Regions from separate parts of the Cyprinus carpio genome. Here region 1 is linked to region 2. The links are chromatin contacts, called in public Hi-C maps. All regions are on one chromosome and are shown on one strand. Each heading gives the region's core, a stretch centred on a gene start, on an enhancer-like site or on the middle of the called end of the contact. The rest is flanking DNA. Distances are from core to core; before and after follow the strand shown. Region 1 holds the start of kiaa0586 (protein TALPID3). Region 2 overlaps kiaa0586 (protein TALPID3).

Region 1 (7,419 bases), core at 605-3,104, 72 kb after region 2:
GCTGTTACCAGTGCGATCTGAGCCTCCATCTCACTCTGAGCCTGATGGGCCAAACAAAGACCGTTTAAAGTCAATGCTATAATACTGTATTGCTATAAGAATGTTACGATATTATAATGCTATATGAAACTAATAATGTCTACCTTGATAAGTGGTGCTGTGGCGGCAATAGTAGCAGCTGTTATGGCTGCCACATTTGCAGAAGTCCCAGGGTCTCCTGATGGAAAAGCAGGTTCTGACTGGCCTCTTGGAGTCTGGGATCTGTCTTGGTCCAACACTTGTACCGTCACATTACGTCTTAAAGGGACACTTTGGGATCTGAGAAACAGTGAAATATTCATGTGTACAAAATAATCATTTTTGATCATACAAGTGAGTGAATGAAATCAGGCATTACCTTTTCTTGAGGGCTGCAGAAACTGCTCCTCTCCCATCAGCAGAGTATGTAGAGATTTGCACGTCTTCACCTGCGGTGTTCAGAAATTTCAATTAGTTTCACATTAGTGACATTCAAAAATATACCAATATGATTCAATAGAATACAATTCAAAACATCATAATGCAATTATATAAATTCATATCTTTTGACTAAGTTTTCTGTCTGCATGATTTCATTTAAGCTATACTTTATATATAATACCAATATAGCTCAAAACAAAATAACAATGTCTGACTTAACGTTTTTAGTCTTCATGATTTTAGTTTTTGATCTTCTTATCTTTGAATATAATACCAGTATAACTGAACAACAATAGAACAGAATAGAATAGAATAGAAATCATACCTTTCGACTTTGAGTTTGCTATCTCCATGATTGTAGTTGGAACTTTACTTTTCTCTTTCCTGAAGGCCTATGATTGTAGTTGGAACTTTACTTTTAGTTTTTAATGATGTAATCAACTTCAGCAAGTTTAAATTGCTTATAAACAACCCAAATATAACTGTAGGAAGGAAAAAACACAACTCACTTTGTCAAAAATGCCAGCAAACTGACTTGATGATCCAGAGGGATGTTGTTCATGGGGCTCAACTGAATTCAGATAAAAAATAATTGATTCTTTTGATCCTTAAATGTATGTCACAATCTAACCACACTCAATCTACTAGTGTTACCTGTGTCTGAAGCTGAAGGATTATTCACACGGTGGACGGGTGGGGTTTCTCTCTCATTCACAGAGTGAACATCTTCAGAGTCTGACAGTCTCCTAATGTAAATATTAACTTGATTACGACTCTCATGCTGTATTTCCTCTCTGCTGGCAGCCAAAGCAGCTCTGGTCGAACGAATTAACACATCTGCTGCATCAGAACTGGATGTAGAGTCGTTTAAGTTCGTGTTATTGACCACAGACACACAACAAGGGTCCATTTCCACTATTATATCAGTAATAAGACAGCTGTTTTCACTGATGTCAGTCTTTAAACAGTTGATAACAACAATGTACAGGCCCAGTGGTTAGCTGTCAAAGGCTTTGATCATTTTCAGGCGTTTCTAACAGTCTTACCGTGAACATGACGTCAACATAACGATTATTGCCTTTATTTCCTGAGATATCCACAGATGTGTTGTTGTCAGTACTGCTTTTGAATTTCCCGCCGCAGGTGATTTTTAAAAGCAGCAGGTTGGTTCAGCCTCTCATTTCTGTTATCACAGTAAATCCCGACTTCATTTCGTAGTATTTTAATGTGATATTCAAAGGATGTTTTCTTTCAGCTCATTTCTGATGTAAATCCAGTTATTTTCTCAGCGTCGGTTGTTGCTGACAACAAAACTTCACAACTGTGATCCTGGAAACAACGACATGATCGCGAGATTTTCAAAATAAAAGTTCCCTGCGTTTCAATCGTGACACTGCTGCCCGGATTTGGTCCTCAGTAGAATTTATTTGATCTGGTAAACATAAGAAATAAATGTTTGTGTTTAAAAATAAATTAATTAATAATATCCTTTATCCCTATTTTTTTAAATAATAAATAAATAATAAGTGAGAAATTCCAGAAGATTTTGATTTTGCATTTTTATGCTGTAGCACAAGTAATCATAAAAGGACTGAGAATGTAAAAAAAAAAAACTGTTTAACTATATTTAATATTTTTATGTTAAAATAAGATGCTAATAAAGCATTTCAATAAAATTTCAAAAAATATTAATATGTAATAATATATTACATAAAAATACAAATATAATTTTTTTTGTTTTTTTCACTTTTTTTTAAATCATAGTATAATACGCGATTTTATTTTTTATTTCATAAGGGCTCTTATTCTGGCTCTGACAGCAAAGGTAAAATATTTAATGTTTTTTTATTTTTTATTTGTTTGTTTTGGGTTTTTTTTTTAAACGCGCTTTGCTTCTTGTTATATGTATTGTCTGTATCTTATTTATTATAAAACGCTTATTAATATATTTATTTTTGGAAGGCATGTTTCGCATATTTAGTGTTATAAATGTACATGTGATATAATGCTAATGTCTAATGTAGCCACTCATCATTACACTGATATCATTTCAAGGCCTCTGTTAGAAAAGAACATGTATTTATTTAGCAGCCTCCGCAGTGTCAATCAAAACAATGGCAGCTCAGGTCACTGAATCAGACCAGATCAAACAGGTAAGAACCTAAGACATTTATAGTTTTGAAATGATTAAGTAGCTATTTAACTGTCCATCTTTGTATTTGACAGTTCAAAGAATTTCTGGGAACCTACAATAAACTGACAGAAAACTGCTTCATGGATTGTGTGAAAGATTTCACCACAAGAGAGGTCAAGCCAGAAGAGGTGTGCGATTATGTTGTTTATGCTTCTATTTCTGCAAGAGGATAAACAGATCATTTAAAACAAAATGAGTCAGTTAACTTGATTTAAATTGTAACTTGTGTTTCCAGACTTCATGTTCTGAGAGCTGCTTACAGAAGTATCTGAAGATGACGCAGAGGATCTCCATGCGCTTTCAGGAATATCACATCCAGCAGAATGAAGCGTTGGCTGCTAAAGCCGGTTTATTAGGACAGCCACGATAATCATCTGCTGCTGGACTGAACTCCAGACTGTTTCGCCAGGGTCTCTCTATTCCAGCATGGAGCAGAGCGGCATGGCAGAGGACGCAGGCACTGCGAATACTGTGAGAAGTCCTCTAACTGGATCGTCGGAAATTTTAGTTTCCCAAAGGACAGACACTCTCGTTTTGACCATTATGCTGGTCTTCCCTAAAACACGAAAGATCTTGACTGTTTTTATGTTAATGTGCTCCAAAATAAAATATTAGTCAACTCTAATATTCAGTCTCATGTATAATTTAGCTAATGAGATTAAAAGGAATAGTTCACCCAAAAATTAAAGATGTAGATAAGTTTGTTTCCTCACGGGAACGGATTTGGAGAAATTCATCATTCCATCAATTGCTCACCAGTGGGATCCTCTGCAGTGAATGGGTGCCGTCAGAATGAGAGTCCAAACAGCTGATAAAAACATCACAGTAATCCACAAGACACCAATCTTGTGATGTGAAAAGCTGCGTTTTTAATAAATCCATCAAATTGTTTTAACTTTGAAATTTTCACATATCAGTCCTTAATCCATAAATCTATGCCCTGTTGTCTTCTCACATCAATCGATTCAGACAAGATTACTTTGTGACTGTAGAAAGCAATGGTTTTAAGTTAAAGACATCTTAATGATGGATTTGCTTCTTACAAACAGCTTTTCACTTCACAAGATATTAATTGATGGACTGGAGTCATGTGGATAACTTGTGGATTATTGTGATGTTTTAATCAGCTGTTTGGACTCTCATTCTGACGGCACCCATTCACTGCCATTGGGGAGCAATTTACTTTAATTTACTTAATTACTTCAAACCGGTTCCCAAGAAACAAACTGATCTGCATTTTGGGATGGCCTGAGGGCGAGTAAATTTTCAGCAAATTATTGAATCTTTTTATTATTAAACTTATCAATTCCTTTAACAAGTGTAAGTTGTGCGTAGATTTTATTGGTATTGACTGGCTAGATGAATTTCAGAAAACATGGCCATATGAGTGGTAATTCAGTCCAAAATAAATAGATTTTTGCCCCTTTTTAAATCCTTTGCCGTTATTGCAATTTTGCATTGTGACATATCAATGAAACTTGAGTGAACTGAAAATTAAATGTGAAGTATTTCCACATCGTGGTAGTTTTTGTTCAGATTCCCATCAAGACATATGGATTTAATCTTGTAATAAAATAGTGGAATTTAAATTTGAAGGAAAATTCTAATGATGTCCATTATTTTGTCCTAAAAAAACAAAACAAAACAAGAATGCATTTTTCTCTGTCTTTTGTGAGTTTTTACCCAGTTAATAAAGACAAAGAAACAAGAATATTTCTGAATATTTCAAAACTTTATTAGAAATGAGAAGACCTCTTCTTATTTTACATAAAGATACAATGGCTTTGCTCAGGAACCTAATGCCTTCATTTCTTCATCCAGGAATCTGTAAATAAACTGAAGTCACAGGGAAGCGAGTTTTCACAATTTCATCATTGCAGTGAATTAATCGATGCCTACAGCATAAAATGTTCAACATAGACTTATGGGTCATCACTCTAGACAGCTTGGGTTTAGGTTCCTAAATGGTTGAGTATATACACACACAGTCTAAAGATGTGCTAATGCTTCTACCAACTTGACATAGAAAAGGAAAATCAATATACAAAGATGTACGGTTTAAAAAATAATAAATCATTTGTACAGTGTGTGTAAAATGTATTTTTCAAATACATGGTTTTTGAAAGATCTATTTACAAAAGGAACAATCAGTAAGAAACCCCTGGGCTTAAACTCGTGTGAGTAGCAACTCATTTATTCAATTGGTCAAGAACTCAAAATGAAAATGAGAATTAAGGATTCAATTATAAAGTACCAGACGATGTAAAATAATCAAGAATGGGGAGGAAAAAGCAGGTCACCGATTTCTGGTGTTCCATCAGGGGAGCTTCGGGCCCAAATGGAGGTACAAAACGGGGGAAGATGCGGTTTACTGCACAGTAGTTACCCAAATTGTGACGTCACATTCAAGGGTTCAAGACGACCCGACAAAATTCTCATTCTTTCTACCCCACTGACCGAACGTGGGACGATTGTGATTCTCATCTTGTAAAAAATACAAAAACGCTGTCCACGGACTGAATAAATATATTTAACAAGTTGCAAGATAATACCTTTAATTTACACAAAAATTTCAGCTCTAGAAATCTTTCATTAAATAACTTCGCGGCTGTGATATATACTTTTTTGAAATTTTCCATACTAAAATAAAAACTCTGCAATTACATATAAAAAGACAAAATACACTTGCAAAGGAAATTAGTCCACTGAAAACAGTTTGATCTCGTGTTCCACTGTAAACATGTTCTGTAGTTTTTTTTTTTTAGTTTTCATTTTCTTAAAAAGAGACAACAAAAATAGGTTTTGCATAATTCTCTGTGCTCGCATACTAAGATAGAAGTGGAAGACGCCGGCTGCAGTTTTCAGTAAACTACATTCCCGTTTGCAATTGACTTTGTCCTACTTTTCCAAAATAGGGCACTCTGCTGTAACACGTGTACTTTGGCAGTTCTGATGGAACAAGCGCACTACAATTGACCTTTCTTTGAATAACCATGTCCAGCTGGTTAAGGTGACCATTACCTAGGGATCTGAGACGATGTTCTTACCATGTTCTGATAGAGGAACGTACAACTGATTGACTACTGCATCCAAATTCAGTCCCTGCTGCGCAGAAGCAGTAAGAGGAGGTTTCTGTTTAGCGTTTTGTAGAGAGCAAAGTGAAAAGTGCTGTCGTTTTCATTCTGGATGGATAAATCATAAGCTTTGATTTCATAGATTACATTCAACCCTCACGTGGAGTCTTTATCCTAGTGCGACAGCGAGCGAAAGGAGGCAGGATCAGTTTACAAAGTGCAGAAGGTGGGAGTGGCCAATAGGGATCAGTGGAGACGGTGGGCAGTCGAGTGCTATTGGCTGCTTGCTCTGATCCGTCAGTATGCCAGTGTGTCTCCGTGGAGGCAGCAGGATGCTGACAAGGCAGAGGCGGAGCGGGGCAGAGGACATGGGCGTGACATCACCTGCACTCGACGGCCACAGTGTTCTGCGTGGGGGAAGCTGAAGACGGGCTCATGCCTGTGTCGGACGAGCCTGATGATGTGGACGCCGTGGTGTGGGACACTGTTGATCAGAAATCAGAGGTCAAGAAATCACAAAAGACCAGAAATTGACATATTCAAACACTGTTTACATTTATGAACATTTCAGTACAATTTTCAAATTCTTTAAACCTGATGAACAGAATAAACATAAAACAACATCATAGCTATTATTATGATGAAATTAATATTTTATTGTCATTATTATTATCAGTTTAATAATAATAATAATAATAATAATAATAATAATAATAATAATAATAATAATAATAATGTTATAAACGAATACGTAATAATAATAATAATAACTATTACTACTACTATTATTATTAAGTCAAAGGTCAATAATTCACAAAAGACAAGAAATTGAGGAATGAGAACATACACACACACACATAATATACACACACACATATACACACACACATTTTTTATTCAAAGGTACACATATATACTACATAATATACATATATACATACATATATAACCGCCAACTTTAATGTCATTATTAAAATAATAATAATAATAATAATAATAATAATAATAATAATAGTAGTAGAAAAAAAAAATATATTTTTTTTTAAATGCACATTTACCTTCTCTTTCCTTCTTTTTTAACCTTTTCCGCCTCCTGTCGATGGAAGCCACCTCAGACTTGAGTGACATGTAGTACTTCCTGATTTCCTGTAGCTTCTCTTGCAAGAATGAAATACGCTCAGCACTTGTCATGTTGTCCAGCTCAGCTGTGAAAAACAGAAGCAGGAACCAGTCAGGACAGGATGTAAGAGACTACAGACACTTCAACTACAGCTGCATGGATCCGCTTTAGAAGACATCCAGAGACATCTGGGTACAGTTAACAATTTCCCAAGCTTTAAACTGAGCCAAAGTATTGTATTTACATAATCCTATCTACAAACCAACCTTGGATGCATATCAAAAGTTAAATTGTATCTCAGATAGAACCAAAATAAACAGTATTCTAATACAGTCTGGATTTTGTTAACTGGCAGCATAATAAGTTGAAAGAACAAGTATCAAATGTACAATGTGCATGTATCTACTAAGTCTGTGTTATATAACATCTGAAGACAGCAAAGCATGAGAAGCCAAAACCCAAAATGTGTCACATTAACTTTGGCAAAGTTTGGAAACTCACTCAGCTGGCAGGACCACTTATATGTGCGGGGGGAAGGGACGGACTGCTTCTCTTTGTGCTTGTCTTTCTCC
Region 2 (7,701 bases), core at 2,434-4,933:
TTAGTGCATGTTTTCTTACACTTGCCTGAATATTTCCTGCAAGACTAACGATAATCAAGTGAATGAAGCAACAATATTTAGACGTACACTGGTGCTGACGGCTGTTCCTGCCTCTCGCTGTGTGGTTGTTCCTCCTCCAGGGGGAGCTCTGTTTGTCCCCATGGGTGATTCTGGAGGCTGGCTGAATCTGGGCTCTGATTGGCTGGAGGAGGAGAGGGTGTGGCCACCCTGGTGGGAGACGGGATTGGAGTGGTAGTCGGTGTGCCCACAGGAATACTATCTGGACCTGAAACAAAGGCACAACTGATGTGTGAACAACTGTGTTTACACTTTTACAAATAGATGGGGAGTAATTTGGTATGTTGATAAAAATCACTGTCAGACCTGGTGAAGCAGATCCCTTACGCTTTTCTTTGGGAGACAGAGCTGTAGAAAGATGCTCGGAGAGATCAGGGGTTCTGACAGGAGACGGCGGGTCTTTGGAACTGGGCTCAGGAGTGGGTGCCGGTGTTGGTACCTCGGTCGCCTTCTGCAATATTACAACAATATTACCACATTTATGGTATTAAAGGTCATCCTGGATGAATGAGAGTGTGTTTGGATGCTAGTACCACCTGAGCACCCTGTGTTTGGACAGGGGCAGCGGGTTCACTCTGTGTCTCTCTCTGTCCCAGCATTACTGCAACGGTTTCAGCCAGCACTTCATTTACACACTGTCTTATGAGCTCAGAGTCCACTGGTACCCCTGTGTCCACAAACAACTGAAGCCCACCGCCACCTGCGGCCTCCACTGTCACACAAACACACACAGAGCGGAGGATTATCTGGTGTACATGGGACATGGTTCGGCATCTTTTGTTAACAAGGCTACAGTTAAAAGTACTGTACATAGCAGTGGTCAGCGAAAGCCAGTTTTTCAATGCTGATATCTAAAGAACAGGATGGCTGATGCAATTTAATGACAGCAAAAAGACACAAACAGAATGGACTCTTTTCTAAGCTCCACCTTATTAAGTTTACTGACCAATCCTAGCAACAGTGTTGTTATTGTAAAAAAAAAAAGGTGTTGCATTAAAGCAAAACATATACTTATGTTACCATATACTTAAAACATATATATATATATATATATATATATATATATATATATATATAAACTACTAAAAACCACAAAAGCATATAACACAATATACCTGAAAAATACTAACATAGAAACAAACACATTTTTGAAATAAAAATTTAAATTAAAAAGGCACATAACAAATTCATCAAAATGAACTGACAAATACTAACTCAGCAACTGTTGCCATCTAATCATTTTCACATTAATGATGCTATTTTTAAAAATACTAAATAAATTATAATTATAAAAAAGATCTACAAGAATCTACAGAATACAGAATCTACAATTCATTCCAAGTCAGAAATATTAACCATTCCAATTTAGATTTATTCCCCTATGGGAACCAAAGGGGGCGGAGCTTAGCAAATGGTCAACTGTTCACATTTAACAAACGCTTATTTTACATTTATATTTACTAAAAAAAATGAGCTTATATTTACTAAAAAAAATGCAAAAGCAGAAATTTATTTTATAATTAAAAAAATATATATTTATTAAAATTCATATTTTTATTACTTGCTATCCACTGACAGGGCTGATGAAGGAGTATGGAGCTAACATGAGTTTCTAACACATAACTTTTTGGCTCTAAATGCTGACTAAATAATTATTTTTTTACCACATTTTATTTATAAAGACAGTCAAAAAAAAAAAAAAATCTAATTTCACATCCATTTAAAAAAGCTAAAAAAAAAATCCTAATGTGCATCCAAATAATAATAACAATGCATACACTTAATGTCTGAAAATCTGGCATTCCCACAATATTCAGAAATTTCCCATGAAGCCCTTCTGGCAAGTTGAGTTTGCCAGCAAAGTAATTTCAAATAACCAATTTGAGACTCGCTTTACCTCTCATCCAGCCTATTTTGAAATCTTGCACCCATAAGCATTTTGGAGCAGCGCTATTAAAAAGCTAATATACAGAACTGACATTCTTGGCAGGGCCCTCATTTCCTTTTTTTCTGCGTTCAAACACATATACAGTTCCTCTACAGGAGGAAGAGTCCAGTCAGTCTGGAAATATGCTGACTACAGTTTGCCGCGAGCCTCCTCTGCAAATTTGATACATCATTGATCTTTCTATTAAACAAAAGTGAGAATTAATGAGGCAGGACCTCTGCGCCGACTGAGCAGAAGTGACGCGACGGAGACGGAAGGATAGAGCGGAGGAGGAGTAGAGGGGCTGAGCACAAGCAATCGCATTTTAATGAGGAAATACAATCTTGCTGCGTGCTGAGACACTTGACAAATGTGCTGCTTGCATTCGTAGACGCTATGAATCAAAATTATGAGCTTATAGACTGGAACCTGGTGCAGCTCGACTTTTCTGGCTGGTTTATGTCATGCGCTATTGATGGTGTTGTTGATTTGACCAGACACATTGTTAAATTGGTGAAGATGCATGATGGTTGAACAACAGACAGACAAACTTCATTGCTATTAAACTGGGAGCTTTCGAAATTTAAAATAAAACCTAAAGTCACAATCATAAACATTACAAATAACACATTCTCACCTATGTCTGATGTCACACTATTCTCTGGCTCTGATTGGCTGGCTGGATCAATCTGGACGGGGAACATTCCAGTGATCACTCTGGCCATCATCTGTTGCTCTACCCTGTGAGACAAATGACAACACAGTGCTATAGTGGCATTATGCTATGATGATGGTAATATATATATATATTCATTTGCATTTATGCAGTTGGCAGACGCTTCTATCCAGAACGACTAACATTGCATTCAAGATATGTACGTTATCAATTCTTGCATTCCTTGGGAATCGAACCCATGACCTTGGCGTTGCTAGCACCATGCTCTACTGCATAAGCTTCAGGATTGCATAATAAATATATAAATAAATTAATCAGTGTGTATGTGTGTGTGTGTATATATATATATATATATATATATATATATATATATATATATATATATATATTTAGTTTTGTTCTTTGTATGGTCACTACCATTGAGATTTTTAAAAATGTTTTTGAAAGAAGTCTCATTCCCAGCAAGGCTGCATTTATTTGATCAAATACAGTAAACGGTAATATCGTAAAATATTCTTACAATTTAATAGAACTGTTTTCTGTTTTAATATATTTTAAAATGTAATTTATTCCTGTGATGCAAAGCTGAATTTTCAGCATCATTACTCCAGTCTTCAGAGTCACATGATCTTTCAGAAATCAATGTGCTGATTTGGGGCTTGAGAAACATTTCTTATTATCATTAATGTTGAGAACAGTTATATTTTTGTGTAAACCATGACACATTTGTGGTCATAATAACTGTGCAGCAGATGATATTTGCAGAGATAATGGAGTCTCACCAATCCACCAGCCTGTTCTCCAGGGTTTCTCTCTGCTGGATGGTGCTCAGGATGGGCTCGGTCAGAGGCGTGGAATGGGAAGGCTGTGGAGGAAAGGCCGGGCCGTGATACAGAGCAGCTGGAGGAGACGGCAGCCCGTTGAGCTCTATAGGAGAGTCTGGAAGTCCGCCGTGTGTTTCCTGAATTTAACACAGCATTGAGAGAACTGGAGTCTCAGCAGTTTTATGGTACATACTCCAACATATGGCTTTCTAAGAGACTTCCTGACAATCTGTTACACATAGCTTACTGGATCAGACATTGAATTTTCAAGCAAATGACAGCAAATAAAAGCGCACACCGTGTACTGTGCTGTAATGGCAAACATATGTTAGTCTGTGTGCAATTTCACAGCGGTCATTACAGTCTTAACAGAAAGGGAGGCTGGAGAGAAAGGGGGACGTTTGTCTTGTATAATTCCATCGCTGGATCCGCGAGCCAGCTTTCAACATTTCAGTCATTGGTTTGGATAATGTTCAGATTCCTTTGGCCCGGACTCAGGGAGGTCTGTGTAAGGAGCGATTAGCTCATTTCCAGTGGCCGGCCGCCAGAGGAAAGAGAGAGAGAAATGCATTCTGCCAGTCGGGCGCTGAGCCCGTTTGAAGTTTATGGCTCCATCAGAACTGACTGAGCCAAAGCTGAGGCACTGGAGACTTAGAGGAATGACATTTTAGGAGCTGGCAAGGATCCGTGCCTGGAGTCCAAGAGCGAGAGAGAGAGAGCTTGTTCACCGAGGTCTGGACTTAAGTAGCTGTGGCCTTTATTTGGTCGTTGGGAAAACTTCAAGTGGGCCGAATACATGCCAGTCCTCGAAAAACTGCTTAATTATATACAACTGCTGTGCAACGCGCTTGAATTTTTATTGCTCTTGGTGTTTGGAAAATGTTTGTCTTTTTGGACTCATAACTCCGCTCTTAATTGCCATTTAGAACAATTAGAGAGTCAAAATAAAAAGAGTCAGAAGGACTTTTTATAGTCACACTACTGCCAACAGACAGAAGACACTAGATTTTTACATAATATGAAGAAAATGTGAGTAATGTTTGCTCATGAAAAGCTCTCTTGTCTCTATGATGTTTCTGGTCTCTAGATATTGCTCCTTTCCATCCTTCAATGCAAGTCAGCGGGACTTTTTCACACTTCTTGTCATCCACCAGGTAAAAATCACTTTAACAAGATGCATTATACGTAGCACAAATGGTGCAAGACAAGGTTCAATACTTAATGCTACTAAATGGGTTCGTTCAAATCTCTAACTTTAATTGTGAGCACTTACAGTAGTAATAAGGGATGCGCATAGAGCAGTGGTTCCCAACCAGCGGGCTGCAAGATGACTTCAAATTATTTAAAATATGAAAAAAAATTGCTTTAAAATGAGTTAAAACAGATCATAAAATGTAAAATGACAAATCAAGAAAATCAAGAAGTAAAATATTTCTTATTTTAATTTGTTCCCTCAACACTTGTCATTTTAGTTCCCATGGCCTTGTGAAACCTAGATATAGGATAAATTTTAAAAAGTGTGATTTTTAGCCATGGAAAATAAATTAATAAAATGATAAAAAGTAATGTAAAATATACTGAATATAAATTGTGTCTAATTTTATTGAGAAATTAAAAACTGTTAGTAAAATTTATTGATTAGTAAAATCCATTACTTATAAAGACTGTGAACCCTGGAAAACATTCAGTATTCATTCAGTAAATTCTATAATTATTTTAAATTTAATTATTTATATTTAAAGTATTTTATTATTTTAATATATTGCCACTACTAGCAATTATTATATTTTATTATTTTGATATATAGTTTTGGTAAAAAAAAACAACAACTACAACAACAACAACAAAACATCAAAAACAATATCATTTTAACTGTCTTGGACAATATTCATTAGTCAAAAAGGTGCTGAACCACTGCCATAGATCCTCCAATTTGCCAAAGTATTGAACGAACAAAAAGCATAAATGCACATAATATAGATGCTTTCATCGAGCAAACATAAGGCAAACCTTTCAAAATCCAACCACTCAAATTCTAATTCCAAACATCTAAGAACAATTAACACCCTCAGTTCATTGATGCAAAATTAATTCCTTCCTACGCAAACCTCTGTTCACGGAAGATCAGCTCAAACCGAGCTTCATCTGTGGATGACGCTCCCTCTCAGGCCAAAAGGGGTCACTGTGGAACAGCTCATGTGATTTGGAGCATGATTTTTTATTCTCATTATAAACACTATTTTTCACAGTACCTTCCACAAAAGCCTGTGAGAACAGCACAGATTTGCCTGCCTCCACCTCCCGCCTAATGACTGCTATGCTATTTTGGTGCTAACTGACGCCTTGCCCTTGTACGACCGAGCAGCAGAATCGGCCTAATGCCCAATACGCCGGGCGTCCTGTGCTTCTTGTTAGCGGTAAATATAAGGGGCTTATGTCTCTGTCTGTATGCTTGAGCGAGCTGTGATGTGAGCAGAATTCCTGAACAGAACAAAGACTATTATCAGCAATACGGCACCACACCCCTTCCATATCAATTCACTGAAAGGCCAATTTAGCCGTGTATATTGTAATTAGATTTTTCCCCAACCCGTGAATGATATTTTAAACTCTCATCCATTCTCTGGTCTTCGTTAATTACAGAAAACGATATTCTCCTTCACCCTTTGGCTCAGAAAATCTCATTACTGGAGTGCTGAGCCATTGATGGCCAATATTTCTGTGTAGGAGGAGATGTGGAGAATGGGCATTTGTAGCTGGGTCAAAATGCAAATGGGAATGAAGTAGGAAACAGTGGATCGGGGCTGATACCCTCAGGTTGTGAAATGACCTTTACGTGACGAGCTGGAGTGAGTGTGTGGGTTGAAATGTGCTTTTAATTGAATGTACCTGGCTGATGTCGGCTACGGACAAGAAACTGGTTCCGGGAAAGATATTTTCCTCCTGATCTTCACCAGCATGCGGTTCCTCGGCGGCCTGGGAGGCAATGATACGGAGACAGAGGTCAGGAAGCAATACGGTGTCTAGAAATTACAAAATTCATCAACGGCTGGGGAGATTAGAAAGTTGTAAGTGCATGAGTTAATAAGGATAATGATGACAGGGTGAAACAAAAGATGATACTTGACCATAAAGTAGGGTAGTGTGGATTTAAAGTCGTTATGAAATGGAAATTCAACCTATCTGCTTTCTGAAAGCATGTAATAGATTGCAATGTTTAATCGAAATGTCGACCGGTGAAATAATAGAAGTATTCTGGACTCCTCCAAATCATTCAGTCTGCTAAGAACCTTGTCAAAATGTGATCTAAATTTTTTTAAGAATCCGTTTCACTCAGTTTTATGCCACAATGCTTAAGAAAAGATTTGTCATTCATTTCCTTTAAAGTTGCGATAAAACTGAAATATAGTTCAATCAAAAATGAAAATTCTGCCATCGTTTTTTCACCCTCATGTCATTCCATGAGACATTCTGAAGAATGACGGAAGAATTACAGTCTGTGACCTCTGAAGACTCTAAATATAGTGCACAAGTCATAAGGATTACTTTTATGATGCCAGTATGGTGTTCTTTTGGAGCTTGACAGCCATGGATCTCAGCAGGCTTTCTTTCATTTGAACGAAAAAGAGGAGCATGAACATTCTTCAAAACATCTTCTTTTGTGCTCCACTGAAGAAAGAGAGCCATACAGGTTTGGATTGACATGAGGGTAAGAAAATGTTGACAGAACATGAATTATTGTTAAAAAAAAAACCTTCATGTCCTGAAATAGCTTAAAGGAATCCTCAAATGGCAGTGGTCGCAGACGTGATGCTGATCACACGCACACACACACACACACACACACACACACACACACACACACACACACACACACACACACACACACACACACACACACACACACACACACACACAATAAAACGCTGTCTCATCAACCGATGTCATATCCTCTGATCTTACAAGTGAGATTCAAGGGTGTCCTTACACGGCATCCTTACAAAGATTCAATGACTCATTCAGTGCAAGAACACAAACTGTAACTGTTTAAGAGGTGTGTGTGTGTGTGTGTGTGTGTGTGAGAGAGAGAGAGAGAAAATCACGCATCAGTTTTCCAGGTCTTTGTCTCATGCAGCTAAGCCATGTCTCCATGGTAACGGAGAGAGCTGGTCTGCTCATGTGAATGAGAGTACGAG

Evidence for each region. Hi-C and Micro-C count contacts between places; a contact is called where the count stands out from the background.
Region 1: a Hi-C map of skeletal muscle shows a contact between it and region 2, with 2.5 times the contacts expected there. The contact joins the promoter of kiaa0586 here to the enhancer-like site in region 2. A contact is called at or near these places in 3 of 8 Hi-C or Micro-C datasets (liver and skeletal muscle).

The regions. Positions count from the first base shown.
Region 1 is chrB17:4,611,499-4,618,917 of ASM1834038v1, forward strand. kiaa0586 (protein TALPID3) reads right to left here and starts at 1,855. Exons shown (of 33, transcript XM_042743270.1): 1 at 1,506-1,855; 2 at 1,114-1,310; 3 at 969-1,030; 4 at 785-851; 5 at 398-467; 6 at 144-318; 7 at 1-41. The coding sequence starts at 1,525. It overlaps timm9 (mitochondrial import inner membrane translocase subunit Tim9), which reads left to right and starts at 2,264. Exons shown (of 4, transcript XM_042743272.1): 1 at 2,264-2,284; 2 at 2,515-2,612; 3 at 2,686-2,781; 4 at 2,889-3,278. The coding sequence starts at 2,574. The coding sequence ends at 3,023. It overlaps arid4a (AT-rich interactive domain-containing protein 4A), which reads right to left. Exons shown (of 25, transcript XM_042743274.1): 23 at 7,349-7,419; 24 at 6,786-6,932; 25 at 4,367-6,211. The coding sequence ends at 6,108.
Region 2 is chrB17:4,538,093-4,545,793 of ASM1834038v1, forward strand. It overlaps kiaa0586 (protein TALPID3), which reads right to left. Exons shown (of 33, transcript XM_042743270.1): 20 at 6,395-6,481; 21 at 3,464-3,642; 22 at 2,643-2,746; 23 at 612-790; 24 at 385-529; 25 at 88-286. Among protein-coding and RNA genes, the nearest start is that of dact1, 55 kb to the left of the region's middle. Within about 2 kb of position 3,684, at least 1 of the 8 cell types and tissues checked has an H3K27ac peak or open chromatin away from gene starts, as enhancers often do. A contact at or near this core is called in skeletal muscle, where this site is marked.